3 separate regions of the Sus scrofa genome follow, and all the other regions are linked to region 2. The links are chromatin contacts, called in public HiChIP or PLAC-seq maps. All regions are on one chromosome and are shown on one strand. The core of a region is the stretch at or near the end of the contact, and the rest is flanking DNA. Distances in the headings are between cores, read along the strand shown. Region 1 holds the start of SSBP2 (single-stranded DNA-binding protein 2). Region 2 overlaps LOC110259415 (a long non-coding RNA gene). Region 3 holds the start of ATG10 (autophagy related 10).

Evidence for each region. HiChIP or PLAC-seq counts read pairs in DNA pulled down with a chosen protein or histone mark.
Region 1: a contact with region 2 is called in an H3K27ac HiChIP or PLAC-seq map of skeletal muscle. The contact joins the promoter of SSBP2 here to the enhancer-like site in region 2. A contact is called at or near these places in 2 of 5 promoter capture datasets (fetal liver and liver), 23 of 47 Hi-C or Micro-C datasets (alveolar macrophages, brain, embryonic fibroblasts and 15 more) and 2 of 2 datasets of contacts at active chromatin or transcription factors (alveolar macrophages and skeletal muscle).
Region 3: an H3K27ac HiChIP or PLAC-seq map of skeletal muscle shows a contact between it and region 2. The contact joins the promoter of ATG10 here to the enhancer-like site in region 2. A contact is called at or near these places in 2 of 5 promoter capture datasets (fetal liver and liver), 9 of 47 Hi-C or Micro-C datasets (alveolar macrophages, embryonic fibroblasts, liver and 3 more) and 2 of 2 datasets of contacts at active chromatin or transcription factors (alveolar macrophages and skeletal muscle).

What each region holds. Positions count from the first base shown.
Region 1 is chr2:90,261,636-90,264,634 of Sscrofa11.1, forward strand. It overlaps SSBP2 (single-stranded DNA-binding protein 2), which reads right to left and starts at 1,655. Exons shown (of 16, transcript XM_021084508.1): 1 at 1,331-1,655. The coding sequence starts at 1,392.
Region 2 is chr2:90,350,510-90,353,616 of Sscrofa11.1, forward strand. It overlaps LOC110259415 (a long non-coding RNA gene), which reads left to right. Exons shown (of 3, transcript XR_002341792.1): 3 at 437-1,044. Among named protein-coding and RNA genes, the nearest start is that of ATG10, 85 kb to the right of the region's middle. Within about 2 kb of position 1,327, at least 71 of the 83 cell types and tissues checked have an H3K27ac peak or open chromatin away from gene starts, as enhancers often do. A contact at or near this core is called in alveolar macrophages, brain, embryonic fibroblasts and 10 more, where this site is marked.
Region 3 is chr2:90,435,776-90,438,905 of Sscrofa11.1, forward strand. ATG10 (autophagy related 10) reads left to right here and starts at 1,252. Exons shown (of 5, transcript NM_001190281.1): 1 at 1,252-1,280. It overlaps LOC110259416 (a long non-coding RNA gene), which reads right to left and starts at 939. Exons shown (of 4, transcript XR_002341795.1): 1 at 693-939.

The sequences.
Region 1 (2,999 bases), core at 405-2,904, 89 kb before region 2:
CTGGGAATCACTGTTAGATCTGCTGCACAGCAAAGAGGGGTTCTTCCTCAGTGGTCACAGTCACTACTCGCTCTCATTTTTAGTAACAACCAAATCACCGTTACAAGTATATAAGAATAGCAGCAACAGCCCAGCCTTGCAGCGTGCCGTGACGGTGGCATCCCAGGCCGGGAGGGGCTCTTTTCTTGCCAGCCTCCTCCGGGCTCCCACCGAAGATAACACCTGTATCTCCCCACCACCCCACAAACAACTCCTCCCTGCCTCCACGCTTCTCCCCTACCCGCGAGATCCCATTCGTACCACTGCCCCCTCCCCACCGCAGACAGCCCTCCTCCTGCTGGACGCCGCGGTTCCCACCGCTACCCCTCCGCGCGCCCTGCGACCCCCGCCCGGGCCGCCACGGCCCCCAGACCTTTGGGAGGCTGCAAGTCTCCAAAAAAAGTTCTCCAGCCGCAGCCGCCGCGGAGCTGGGTCGCCTGCGAGCGGCAAAAACGCCACCCAGCCCCAGCAGATCCCGCTTCTCGCCAGCACACTTTTCCTCCCCGGGAACTCGGTTCTTCTCAGACTCCCAAACTTCAGCTGCACCACCGGCGCCCCATGCCCCAGCTCGGTGAGGCGCCGGTGGCTGCGACTGCCGCGTTGCTCCGCGGGCCGGGGAAAATCCCGACGCCCACCCGGCCCACGCCCGCACACGCCCTCCTCGCCCCGCGCGCGTCTCCGCGCCCCGCGGGGCCCCGCTCGGCCGCTCCGCGCCCGGCTTCCGCCCGCCGCGCGCCCGGTACCTCCGCCCTGTCTTCGGCCGGCGCACCCGGGCCCGAGCCCCGGCGCCCGAGCCCCCGCCGCGGCGCCCCTCGCGGTGCCCGCCCCGACCCCCGCCGGCCCCTCCAAACACACATTCCATTCGCGCGCCCTTCTCCACGCACCTGCCCCCTCCCGCCGGCCCCGCGACCCCCAGTGGCTCTCCGTCCCCGCAGCCCCAGACCCTAGTTTTAAAGTTACTTTATGAGGAGGTGAACCCACGGGTTATTTCCCTCAATCACCCAAACAAGTTTCCATCCTCGCCACCAGCAGCGCCGCCGCCCCCCAATACACTCGCTCCCTCCCGACAGCAGCCCCCTACGGCCGCCCGCCCCACGAGAGCACCTCCTGGGAAACAGCCTCTCCCCTCATCGCATGCCCCCACCTCGCGTACCCCTCCCCCTGCCAGCCCACCCCCGGTTCTCCCCGGGCGGAGAGTGTCTGTGTGTCTGCGTGCCTCAGAGAGAGTGTACGAGTGCGTGTGTGTGCGCGCGTGTGAAGGCGGAGGTGGGTGAGAAGCGGAGACACTTACTTCTCCCGGGCCTGGCTGTCGGACGGGACGGCGCTGCTGTTACTCTTGCCTTTGCCGTACATGCTTGTGCCGAGAGCAGCTCCCACTGTCACGCACCTGTCAACCCATCACAGCCTCCCCGGGAACAGCCCCGTCCCCATGGCGACCCACGCAGCCACCCCCACTATTGGCCGCCCCACGCCAAGGCTCCGCCCCCTTCGCCCAGGCAACGCGCGAGACTGACAGGCCTCCCCCTCCCTTCGGCCTGCCGAAGCGCGCGGTGGCTGCCACAGCCTAAGCGGCAGTCTCCTCCCTCCTTCCCTCCCTCCCGGGTTCCCTCCCTCCTTCCCTCTCCGCTCTCCTCCCTCCACCCGCTCTTCTCCCCCCTCCCCCCTCCGAACCCCGGCGCAAGGGGGGAATTAGAAACTGCTCTAGAAGGATTTTAAACAACTGGCTGTTCTCTCCGTCGCCGCCCCTCCCCCCGCGCCGCCCGCGCTCGGCTCCTCACTGGAGAGAAGGCGCCGGGAGGAGGGGAAAGTGCGGCCTGGAGTCTCCGGCACTAGCCGGCGGAGCTGGAGCCGTGGCGGCCCCAGACTTCTGGGCGCCCGCTGAGCACACAGGCAGACCTACGACCCAACCGCCCCGGGGACCCCCAACCAGCCCCTTTCTCTCACTCCTCTCCTGTCTGTGACCCCCGCGCCGGAACCCAGGGGTGATCGCTGCCGCTCTCGGCCCCACTCCCCGGGTGTCGCCCCCGCCCTGCTCCCAGAGGGCTGGCTGGCGAGGGAGACACGCGCTCGACCTTCTGGCTGAGCCAGGGAGGGACTGCGCCTCCGGCCCTTGGCGCCGCTGGGGTGGCGTCGCCTGGCCCCTTGAGCCGCGCCCTGCATCCCAGGGGAGCACTCTGCCTCGGGCCTGCCTCCTCTCTTTAGAGATGAGCTTGCCTCCCAAAGATGGCCCTGTGATTCATGGGGCCTCGGTGGCCCCCATCCTGTCCCCCTAAGACCTGAGCCCCGCGGCGCACCATTCACCAGCTTCCCTGCCAGATGTGCTGCAGAGAAGGGCCCCAGGTGTGCCTGCTTTTCCAGCCTTGGTCACTGATGTCAACTTACCCTGACCTTTGGAATGGAAAGGGTCTTAGAAGCCTTTAAGGACCTCCCTGTCCTTGTCTATGAGAATAGGCCCCAGCCGTTCTTCAAGGTGTGCAAAGCTTTGCTAGAGCTAAAAGGCTGCCCGAATATTTCTGGATCCAAGCTCATAATCCCATTTTAGTAAATGCACAAAAGTTTATAAAACACACATAACCTGTTTCCCAACAGAACTCCATCCTTTATCTTGTGGAGATCCTTGGATGTAAAATCAGAGAGAGTGCAAATGGGGTTAAAAAGAAGAGATGGGCATCAAATGGGGAGTGACAGGGGAAGGGGGGGTGCAGGTGAGGGTCAGATGGGGGAAAACATCAGGAAAAGACGAATAGACATGGAACAGCTATGGGAGGAGAGAGGAAATAGGATTCAAATGAGGAAAGGCACCCTTCTATTCCTCACATTCACCTTAAAGCTTTTATAGTAGGATCATAAAAATGTATATGGAGATACAGAGATAGATGGAATGGAAAGAAATGGGCTTGTGTGGGTATTGACAGCAAGTGATAGGAATAAAACATCAACAGAAGGTTAAGGAAGGGCAG
Region 2 (3,107 bases), core at 77-2,576:
ACAATTTGCCTAGGTCTAGGAAAGCCCTTATTCTGCATAATGACATGGAATTTGAAATGTGAATCAAACCTTGCAAAGGAATGCAACTCTTTTTTTCCCACTCCCCAAGGCCATTCTACCATTCTTAGAGGGGGACAGGTGGGTCAGAGGAAGGTTTAAAATTTTTGCCCCTTTACTAAAATTTGAAAAGTGTCAACCACCTCTCCTGCCATCCCTGCCCCCAATGCTCAAAGTGTTCAAAACTAAAAGATGCAGCATCTTTTCAGCGAGTAATCAGCACAAGTTGAAAGGCACATGCTGTTGCATTTCTGATCAGATTGTATGTTAAGCAGGAAAATATCCCCCCCTCTTTCCCCCACTTTTTTTTTTTTTTTTGGCTAAATGCTTGTCTGTTTAAAGAAGCCACTAGGCAGTGCCTCTCACTTTGTCTTGGCAGGGCACAACCATCAGACGAAGTGGGAGGAAGAAACATTAACTTCAACAGCTGTTTCTTGACCCCGGCTGTCAGTCTTCCCAAGAATAAATTTTGGAGAGTCCTATTTGAAACAAAGAGGGAGTTTTGGGGGAGAGAAAAGTTGGTTGGTTCCAGGGCGACCGCCCAAAGGAGCTGGGAACAAGATGTTGGCAGTTACCACGCAGCCTGCCTGCCTCTGCCGGGTGCAGAGATGGAGCAAAGTAACTTGAAAGCTCCCCTCTCGGCGCCCTGTGCCTGCAGCTTCCCCCCCTAACGCGCGCCCAGATCCAGCGCCGGTGGTAAGAGCCGTAGCTCGACTACAGTAATTCCCCAGCTCGGGCGGCTTGAAACTGCTCGGGCTGAATAGCATTTGCTGTTCCGTCCTGTGGCCGCCTCCCGCCGCCGCTGCCGCGCTCCCTGCAAAGCAGCTCTCATTATCCCGGAAGTTGTGCTGACACAGTCTCGCTGCCACCAGAAGTTTGTCAACATCAAACTTCTCCTGTGTGGGGTACGTTCACCTTCCACGAGTATTTAATCGAGCCAACAAGCAAACAAACAAACCCAAATAAACCTGCCCGTGATGTCATGGTCTTTTTTTTTTTTTTTTTTTTTTGCTTTTGCTTTCCTGGAAGGCTGGGGCTGTTAGGAATTTGCTGGTGGGCGCTCAGAGCGCCGGTAGGTTTCTGGGGAAGATAAGGGACAGCCCCCGGATGGGAAGCGGGGAAGGGACCGAGGAGGGCGTGGGGGATGTTGGTGTTAGGGGAAGGGGGCTGGGAGCCCGGGCCAGGGTCAGCGAATTTGTCCTGCAGCCTCTTGCCCACCGCTGGGTTGGAGGATGCACGGACCGGGGCGAAGGTTGTTTCTTTGCGGGCCCACCCCTCAGCAAAGATTACTTGGACGCCGTGGCTGGGCACTTAACGGCGGGAGGGGGGCGGGGGCTGTCTACACTCCCTCTGCGTTGTGAACTCCTGCTGGACAGTTCTACAAACACCTCTCGGGGGCTATCGGAATAAAGGGCATTAGGGTCATAAAATGTATTTGGAGGCTTCGACTGCAACATAAAAGAAATTCCTGCGATATGAGGGCAGGGGCGCACCACCTTTTCTGTCTCTGATGAGTCTGTTCAGATACCTTGATAAAACCATTTCGTCTAAACCGACTCCTTTCCCTGAGCCAAGTCTGCAGGTTCAGAGTTGCTGCTACCCAGCTTGGGTGTTTGTGGTTTCCAGTCGCTTCCCTGCTGAGATACTCTGGCTCTGCGGGGGGGCGGGGGAGGAGGGCGGAGGGAGGAGGAGGAAGAGGAGGATTCTGATTAACCCTTTCCATTCCGTAGTTTTATCTGGGCACCTTTAATCCTTCTCAAACTGGAGAGGACAAGGCCTGACTTGCTGAGTTGTGACGTAGGCATTCAGGATTTGGTGGCATTTGAGGGCCACAGGTTTTTGTGGAGGAGTTGGAACTCAGACGCTGATACTAACTTTTCTCTCTTGTTTGGGAGGCCACTTACTGCATTCAGACCCTGGAGATCAGAGAGAGAGGGTTGCAAGTATCCCCTGTGTAATGTCTGGTCAGATTTGGGCAGCTGAAAGGGTTCAGTGTCCCTAAAATGGGCAGCCCCAAATCTCTCTTGGACTGGAAATCCACTTGTGGATGCAGCAAATTTTTTTTCTATATTCTTCAAAAATAAGTTATAGAGTAAATAACTATCTCTGCAGAGAATATTGCCCATTATCCCACTATGTTATGGTGGGGAGGCTGATTTAATCCTTTTAGGGAGCCAGGTACAGGATTTACTCTTCTTGTTGGTAGGCTGTTATTAACTGTTTTTAGAAAAATTATAACTACAGTCATGAATCTTTGGTAACAAAAAGCAAGACACTTTCTCCTATTTTTCAAACTACCATAAACAGGAAAATTGTGCTAGTCCCAAGGGGCTAGCCTATCTTAAACACAAAATAAAACACAAAGCTAAAAATAAAATCTAAAGAAAATGTAACTGAGGTGTTTCTCTGGCACTGTAAGTTACTTTTGACAAATGCAAATCAAACGGATTCAAATATAGTTTAGAGCAGGCAGTCCTAAAAATAAATAAATAAATAAATAAATAAATAAATAAAAACACACAAAGAAGTGTGCTTTCCTGAAAGTTTAGTCATTCTCTACAGTGAATTTTCCTGTTGGCCATGCCTCAAAAATCTCCCTGAATTATTCAGACTTCTTTTCTTTGGGTGGTACTTTCATTTTTATTTATTTATTTTCTTATAACCCACAAAATACTACTCAACATTATTGTACCTCAGTGTGGACATGAATCAAGAAGGACATGTGGAGGATTCCATTTCCAACTCCACGTGCATGAATTTTTTGCCCTGGTTGTTAATCTGTCATGGTGTAAAAAGCCTGATTTACAAAGGCTGGTGGACTTTTGCAGAGCAAGGTTTTGTATGGTTTCTATGGCTGGGCTTATATACAAATAAAACTATTTTGCATTTCTGTCCACAATTTCCTAGTTGCACAAGGATAATTTTCAGTTTGCAGTTTCTAGTCCCTGAATGGGAGCGGCAAGCATGAGGAAACAATTTCTTTTTACAGTGATGTGAGCTCTATGCTCATCTGGATTTAGTTACTTCATAAGGTAAATATCACTAAATGT
Region 3 (3,130 bases), core at 2-2,501, 85 kb after region 2:
AGATTTGGCAAACAAAGATACAGAACAGTTCCATCATCTTCCCAAATTCCCTTTAGCCCCTTGTTAGTCATTCCCTTGCCGTGGTCACCACTGATCAGTGTTCTTTCACTTTTTAAGACCTTTTTATTTCGCAGTAATGATAGGCAAACAGGAAATTGCAAAAATAGTACAGAGTCCTGTGTACCCAATCACCTTTCTTCAACGGTGATATCTTACACAACCGTCGTGCAAGATCAAAACTATGCCCTGTATGTTTGAAGCAGGTTTTCCTTTCACTTCTTTGCCTGTGTTTACTCCTTTCTTTTCACACAAATTTAATTCCGTTGTGTTAAAAGGAGCAGATGCTTATTTTCCCTCAGATGTCTGCCGTTGCATTTTCAGTATTTCAGTTGGATTACCCTTGTTATTCCTACGCTTTTCTTGTCTTTCCTTTACCTTACCTTTCTCTCCAATTAATTCTGCTGCTAGATTTCCCTCCCCTTGCCCTGAGTTTGTGCCACAGACAGTACTACTGTCAATTTACGAATCCCTAACTTCCATCTCGGTCCTTAAGTTTTAAAAGGGGTCGTGCTTGTGCTTAATGTGTTTACAGTAGTTTTGCAGTGTGCGTTGTGAGAGCCGGCACGGTTCTCCAACCTCTCAGGAAGATTCTAGGGGCACGGAATTGTTCAGTTCCGTTGTTTTTGCCCTACCTTTCTCCACTGGTCATCCTTTTATTTTCCAGACATTTGGCTGTTCGTTGGAGGGGCGTGTGCAGAGGCTCTTGAAGCCGCCAGCACCGCCCTCCCCCAGACTTCAGCTACCTGCCCGCACCTCTCTTCACGAGCCGTCTTTGTGCTGTGCCGAGGAAACAGTCGCCGCCTGGCCCTTGGGTCCGCAAACTGCTGGGCGGGGCCTCGGGGGAGGCCGTCGCATACTTCAGGGAGGTCACGCCCCCTGGCCCCTGCCCAATGCACGCAGCTCACGACGTCAGCCGCCCGCGCGAGCTGTGTTTCAGGGTGCGCGGGATGTGCATTGCGCATGCTCTGAGTGGGTCGCCTTCGGTGATGGCGGCTAAGGGACGTGTAGGACCTGTTAGTGGTGGGCGTCCCAGCTGCTGGCTCTGCTCTTCTACCTCCGTCCTTTTGACCCCCCCAGGCCCATTACTCTTTTTTCTGGGACCGCTGACTGGGCCGTACCTCGCACAGCGTCAGGTCCTTCTCCCCGGTTCCCCTCCCCCAGCCCCGTCGCTCCGCCCCCGCTGGGCTGGGCGACCGGGGTCAGGGGCCGAGTGGAGCGGGGTGAGTATTTCCACAGGCTTTTGCTGCTCGCCTGTTCCCGGCTCTGTTTCCCTCACGGTCCTAACCCCATTCCTAGGATAGAGAGGAAAGACGGGTACGGGTGGGCGGGAAACAATCCAACTCTGAACAAAAGACCGAGGAAGCGGGGCTTCGGTCAGTGAAATGAAGGCCGGGTCGCGCTGGAGTTGCGGCGTGGGGGCGAGCCGCTAGTGCTGGTGTGACAGCGCTCCTGGGCAGCTATGGTCACCTTACCCTGACTTAGGTAGTTACAGTACTGTGTTTGAATCCTGTACCGGGATAGAGAGTTTTTGCCTCGAAACCTTGAAAGTGTATTAAGTTTCTGGCGATTCCAATGGTCAAGTCCCACTTAATTTGAAGTTTTAGGTTTATTAAGTAGCAGGAGTTTTTAATTCCAAATAACCTATCTACTCATAGTATCAGAAATCATGAAAGAGGGGGAAAGGGGGGCAGTTAACTTATTTATGAAAACAAACTTTTGTGATGAAAAGTTTTCACCATTGTGAAAATTATAAACATCTCATCTCTGAAAATGCAAAAGGATAGCTACATGTTGTTTCAAAGTCAAAATAGAGCCTTGTCTAACAGGCTTGCCTGAATCAAGTAATTATTAGAAGACTATACTTTTGCCTGACAGTATTGAGTAGGGCCCAGGCTTTGCAGTTACATTTTTCTGTCTAATGGAGATGCAATTTCTGACTGGGAGAAAAAAAAAATACTACTGAAGGTTGTAGTTTTATTACTCTATTTCCAAGATTTTTATAATTTTTACCATTCATCTTGCTCCTTCATTATGAGTTCAGTAAATTCTTGCCACAGGCTCACTTTGTATGAATCATGTTTATAGCTTTTCAAAAACTGTACTTGCCAATGACCTCCAGTCTTTAGTGGCAAAACCTCAGTTTATACTTTTCAGAATTGGAAAACATAGGCAGGCCCTTTGTAGTACTCAGTTACGTTATTAGGATCCCACATAGAAACCTTCCTTCTTGCTTTTGAAGGGTCAAATGTGGACAGGAAGAGACTTTTACAAAGTGAAAACTTGGCCAAAAAAATAAATGTTGAGTACTGAGAAATGCAAATTAGAGTCTTGCTATTACAAGGTTTGAAAATTGTTGGTAATTTAATTGAAACTAGTAGAAACAATTTTCCCTAGTTTTAAACTGGATTCACTGGGTATAGAATGTTAGAAGATAATGCTTTCAAGTTTCTGAGAAAGATAAGCAACGCCTTAGGAAAAACAAATAGGGTAAAGTTTATAAGTAGTTTTCTTAAGCCTGGGCTCAGTTTGATTATTTATGTTTGAAGCCTGAGTTCTCTTTGTGGCTTAGCAGAAACCAACCCGACTAGTACCCATGAGGATGCGGTTCTATCCCTGGCCTCACTCAGTGGGTTAGGATCCTGAGTTGTGGCTGTGGTGTGGACTGGGTATAAAAAAATTGGAAAGTAGGGAAATGGAGAATAAACACTACCTACAAGCATCTAGATTAGGGAGAGACTGCTGAAATTGCAGAACCAGAGGCTCCTTTGATGTACCTGGAATCCCAGGCCTTAAAATGCTTGATCTATAGGTTTACAGCACTCAGAATCCTGAATTTAGCTTTGAAGTTAGGGTTATTTCCTCTCACTGTCATGTAATAGTTTTTGGAGAAAAAGTTTTTAATCATCTCTTCTGAGTTCAAGAACCTAAAATACTTTGCTGTTGTCCACTGTTTTAAATGGACTCTCTTTAGAATTTTAAGGTGATTTAGAAACTGCTCTCTCACCCCCTCCACCCCCATATTCCTGTATTCCTTAATCCACACTTTCCAGTCAGGCTCTTTACCTGTCTA